2 separate regions of the Cricetulus griseus genome follow, and region 2 is linked to region 1. The links are chromatin contacts, called in public Micro-C maps. All regions are on one chromosome and are shown on one strand. The core of a region is the stretch at or near the end of the contact, and the rest is flanking DNA. Distances in the headings are between cores, read along the strand shown.

The links. A called contact is a pair of places that touch in the nucleus more often than the background predicts.
Region 2: a contact with region 1 is called in a Micro-C map of the CHO-K1 cell line, with 2.0 times the contacts expected there. The contact joins the promoter of Ppdpf here to the promoter of Zgpat in region 1. A contact is called at or near these places in 2 of 8 Hi-C or Micro-C datasets (both in the CHO-K1 cell line).

What each region holds. Positions count from the first base shown.
Region 1 is chr6:541,932-544,471 of CriGri-PICRH-1.0, reverse strand. It overlaps Zgpat (zinc finger CCCH-type with G patch domain-containing protein), which reads left to right and starts at 1,269. Exons shown (of 5, transcript XM_035446097.1): 1 at 1,269-2,126. The coding sequence starts at 1,546. It overlaps Arfrp1 (ADP-ribosylation factor-related protein 1), which reads right to left and starts at 1,224. Exons shown (of 7, transcript XM_027419966.2): 1 at 1,071-1,224; 2 at 500-677; 3 at 124-211. The coding sequence starts at 592.
Region 2 is chr6:714,673-717,212 of CriGri-PICRH-1.0, reverse strand. It overlaps Ppdpf (pancreatic progenitor cell differentiation and proliferation factor), which reads left to right and starts at 1,260. Exons shown (of 5, transcript XM_027419942.2): 1 at 1,260-1,402; 2 at 1,613-1,694; 3 at 1,767-1,847; 4 at 1,956-2,052; 5 at 2,134-2,464. The coding sequence starts at 1,640. The coding sequence ends at 2,254. It overlaps Eef1a2 (elongation factor 1-alpha 2), which reads right to left and starts at 1,418. Exons shown (of 10, transcript XM_035446392.1): 1 at 1,283-1,418.

The sequences.
Region 1 (2,540 bases), core at 20-2,519:
AATGAGGAAAACCATTCTGGTACCAATCCCAGCAGGCATGCACAGAGAGGGATCTGGCCCCTGGCCAGCTGGGCTACGTACGGGCTTGCATCTCTAAGGGACCCAAGCTCATATCCCCCTTACTGTTTAGGCCCACGGTAGTGGTGATTTTGGATAGACTCATCCCTTTGTAGTTCTTGTTAAACCGTGTTTTTGATTGTTCCAAGAAGGTCTGAGGAAAGAAAGAAAGGTGGTTAGGTAGTGGCAGCTAAAGCAGTTTCCTGGTGTCTTTTCTAAATATCCCTCCACATCCATATGCTTTGGGCAAATTCAGGCTTTCACACCCACATGGTTTGGGCAACTTCAGGCCTTCACACCCATACACACATGCACACGAACCTCTGCCTGTTGAATGCTCTTCGGGAGGCTGGTGGCAACTAACCTGTAGTCTTGGGTAGGGATTAGATTTGCAAAGAACATAAGGCAGGGAAAGGGAATTGGTGAGAGAACAGGCACCTACTGTCTTCCCGGCATTGTCCAGGCCTAGGATCAGGATGCAGTATTCATCCTTCTGGAACATGTACTTGTACAGCCCCGAAAGCAGCGTGTACATCCTGCCCTGGCACCCTGAGAAATGTCAAGGTGTGTACCAGGGCTATCGGCCTCCTGTCCGCTTCATCAGTGGTCCGTCGGTCCTGCTAGTTTTCAAATGTGGAGCCTCGTGGCTCGCGACTCCTTGCCCCCCTCTCCCCAGCCCCCGATTCCGGACCCTGCCTCCACCACCGACCACCCGCTAAACCTGGGCCACTACTCCCACTGCGGGTCATCTTTGTGAATACACCATCAGTCCTGAAAAACCCATGGCGGCCTACCCTGCTCCGCCCTCCTAAGGCTTCTTTTCCGGACCCTCAACTCAGCACTGGGAACTTCGACTGTCGTAGCTACCAGAGAGTCAGCTTCTGAGTGGGCCGCCTTTGGATCCCCCCCCGCTGCCGGGCCCACGGAGCCAAAGAACCAGCTGCCGAAGCCGCTTCCCTGCCCCCTACCCCAGGATTCTGGAACCCCGGCCCCTCAGTCCGGCGGAGACCCACCTGCACCTGCTCAGATCTCGGAGCCGCAGACGCCGTCGTCGCGTCGCAAACCCCACCGACCTCGCGTTGACCCCGCGCGGTGCCTGTCGGGACACCGACCGGCCGACTGAGTACGAGAGGGCGGAGCCGCATCCCGACGGCCCCCGCGCGCCCCATCCCGGAGGCTCCCGAACGCGGGCACTTCCGGCAGCATCAGCTCTCGGGCGGAAGTGCCCGCGGCGGGCGGAAGGCTAGCGCGAGGGCTCTGCTGGCGAGGCCGGAAGCCCTTGTAGGCTGCGAGCACCGGCGGGAGGCGGGGCTGCGGACCGCAGAGGACGCGGTGGGATACTTTGCGGTTCCCTTGGCAGCGCCGAGGTCCTCCTCAGCCTCTCCAGCGGCCGGGGAGGGGGCGGCGTTGTCCTGAGCTCTGCCGACTGCTCTTCCCTCAGGTCTCGTCTGCTTTAGCGGTTCCGAAACTAGCCTGCGCGGTGTAGCGATGGACGAGGACAACCTGGAGACGGCCCTGCAGACCTACCGGGCCCAGCTCGGGCAGGTAGAGCTGGCTCTTGGTGCTGGCCTGGACGCTTCCGAGCTTGCGGACCTGCGCCAGCTGCAGGGCGATCTGAAGGAACTGATAGAGCTCACCGAGGCCAGCCTGTTGTCGGTCAGGAAGAGCAAGCTGCTGGCTACAGTGGACCTGGAGCACCAGGCAGAGGAGGACGCTGAGTACTTGGCTTTCCAGAAGGCTGTGGCGGAGGAAGGGGAGGCACCCGTCGCCCCCGTGGATGACTCGGAGACTGTCCCTGGGAGCGTGGTGCGGCCTGGACCCACCTCCCCTGCACAGGAGGAAGACGAGGAGGATCCAGATCAGGAGGAGCTGAGCGGTGCTAAAGTGAATGCCCCTTACCACAGCGCTTGGGGCACGCTAGAGTATCACAACGCAATGGTTGTGGGCACTGAAGAGGCAGAGGATGGTTCGGCATGCGTTCGCGTACTCTACCTGTACCCTACCCACAAGTCCCTGAAGCCCTGCCCGTTCTTCCTGGAGGGAAAATGCCGCTTCAAGGAGAACTGCAGGTAAAGCCCTCTGCTACTAGCAATAAGGGTCACTCGAGCAGGACCACTGCTGTGGCCTGCCGCCTTCACAACTTGTTCTCCACCCCGCAGAATTGATAAAAGAGAAGGGGGAGCTTCAGGTGGCTGACAGGCTTTAACAGGAACATTCCCTGTTAAGTAAACACATAAGTAAACACATTATATTCATTCTCTCTCTCTCTCTCTCTCTCTCTCTCTCTCTCTCTCTCTCTCTCTCTCTCTCTCTCTCTCTCTCCACCTCCCACCCTCCCTCCCTCTTTTTTTGGATACAGAGTTTCACTGTGTAGCCCTGTCTGTCCTGGAGCTCGCTCTGTAGATCAGTCTGGCCTTGAACTCAGAGATCTACCTGCTCTGCCTCCCAGGTGCTTGGGACTAAAGGCGTGTGTCACCACTTCT
Region 2 (2,540 bases), core at 11-2,510, 170 kb before region 1:
TTCTGCTGCTGTAATGTCAGCTGCCCCCCCCCCCGCCCCCACTTCATTATACCTCAACTTACCCTTATCCCTATTTCCTCTAAACCAGCATCCCTACTGGGTCACTTCTTGTGTGGTTTCCCATGCCTAGCTCAATGTTTGCACACAGTGGGTCTCAACAAATCCAAGCAAAGGGTCTCGGCCAAAGCCTCCTTGAGATCTCGGGGACACGAGAGCATTCCTTGGGTCCTACTAGTCCAGGTTCTCCCTGAACCCCCATGAAGGCAAGTTTAGCATCTCTGGTTATAGGAGAAGCATGCTGTGCAAAGGTGGCTCACGGTCCTCCCAGTCTCCATGGGTGTCTGGCAGAAAACTGACTGCCTGGGAACGGAAGGGAGGCCAGAGATTGCTGGCCAGCCCTTGAGCTCCCAAACACAGGACTCTGACCAATCGTGCAATAATAGTGCAGGCCTCTGCCTGATGCTAGCAACTGGAGACTGCGTCTGTTCGCGGTTCTCCCCGGCCCCAAGCATTTCTGTATCTTATCTCCCATCACTGTTCTCCAGGCGACAGAACACAGGCTGGGACTAGTGAACGTGAGTGAGAACCACGACTTGGAAGAAACACAGGCTAGTCCCTGAAGGGCCGCTTAGGGGCTCCAGGCACTATCCAGTGCGGTAGAAAACGGGGATTGCGATGCAGATACGCGCGCGGGGGGACCGGGGGGAACACGACGATACACAGCTGCCCCTTGTGCTTACTTATGTGAGTTAGACAGACCCACTCTGCCAAGAGTCGAAGTGAGGCACTTGGAAAACACAGCCTGCAGGGACCGGCACAGGCAGCAGACAGCAGTAAGTAAAGGGGAATAGACAGGCTGGGCTACATGAGGCCACATCCCAGGGGATGGCACAGACAGAGGGCACACAGGTCCCGCAGGAAATTTTTTAACGACTTCTATTTAGGGCGAGATGCTCCCAGTCCGAACAAGGAGGAAAAAGGCAGCAGACCTGGACTTTGCCTAGAGGTGGACCACTGATGTTTGATCAAGGCGGTTTGGGCCAAGGTGGAACCTGGCGAACCCAGCATTGCAGAAGGTGGGGAGGATCCTCGCTAGGCTCCCGGGAAGTCTAATAGGGAAGGGCGGGACCTCATCGTGCTAGGGCTCAGGAGGGATCAAAGATCTCAAGGATGGGGCCTCCGTGATGGAGGCGGGGCCTTGCTGCTTGCTCCGCCTCACCATGACGAGTCTGTTGTGGCCCGTGCAGGCTAGAGAGTAGGTACGCGCGTGCGCATAGCTTACGGGTTGCAGCGTTGAGGGCTCCCTTGGGCTATCCCTGCCAATGGGTTCCGAGGCTTAGTGCCCCACGCATTACCACCCGTGATCCTGCGCCGAGGTCCGCGAGGAGGGGTCGCCGCCGAGGTGAGGGCGGCGGTAGTAGTGGAGGTGGCGGCAGCCGGCTGGGGGAGGCGCGCGCCTTCTAGGGGCCGGGCGCATACAAAGCGCCTTTGTCTCAATGCGCAGCCGGTCCGAGCTGGTTGAAACCACCCGGAAACCCGGAGACTGACAGGGCGAGGGCCCTATTCGGAACCCACTTCGCTGTGCGGTGACCAGCCCCCCCGTTTTGCTCAGGTCTCCAGAGCGCGCGGGTCCTGAAGTATGGCAGCCATCCCTTCTAGCGGCTCGCTGGTGGCTACCCATGACTACTATCGGCGTAAGTAGCCCCTCGCCAGCCCCGCCCAGAGCTGATCCAGTGCCCTGTGGCTGACCAGCCTCCCCTCCCCAGGACGCCTGGGCTCCTCCTCGTCCAACAACAGTTCCTGCGGAAGTGCAGAGTACCCCGGGGACGCCGTGCCCCACCCCCCGGGTGAGTGCAGAACCAGCTAGCGTAAGGGCAAAGTTCACATCCTGAGGTGGGAGGAACGTGGAGAGGGACAGGGTAGCAACATCCTGACCCCCCCTTTGCACCTCTCAGGTCTCCCTAAGGCCGACCCTGGCCACTGGTGGACCAGCTTTTTTTTCGGGAAGTCCACCCTCCCATTCATGACCACAGTGTTGGAGTCTCCTGAGCAGTGAGTCCATCTTCCATAAGGTTGTGGGAGTGGTCCCAATTAAACCTGCTTCTGACCCACTGACTTGCCCTCTCTCTGCAGCTCGGCAGAATCCCTGCAGGCCTCCAGAAGCCCGACCACCGGTGACCTGGCTCCTGAAACCATGAAGCAGCAGCAGCCAGTCATCCATCCTGACCAGACCAACACGAGCGCCCCGTCCTGACCTAGCAGAACCACAGCAAATGCGACTTCAGCAGTGCTAGGCCAGAGTCCCACCCATCCACCCCACCCTGTAAACTAGGAAGACTGCAGCCAGCAACAGACACCAGCAGGAGCTAGAGAGAGCCCCCCCCTTGGTTCACAGCACTGAGCTTTCCTGACCCCATAACTGTGCCTTGCACCAAGCCGAAAATAAACTCCCAGCAGCCCTCCATGGTGTGTTTGAGACCTTACTGAGCAGCGTTTCTTGCTGGGTGCTTGCTCTGTTACCAGGTCTTCCTGACAGCTCC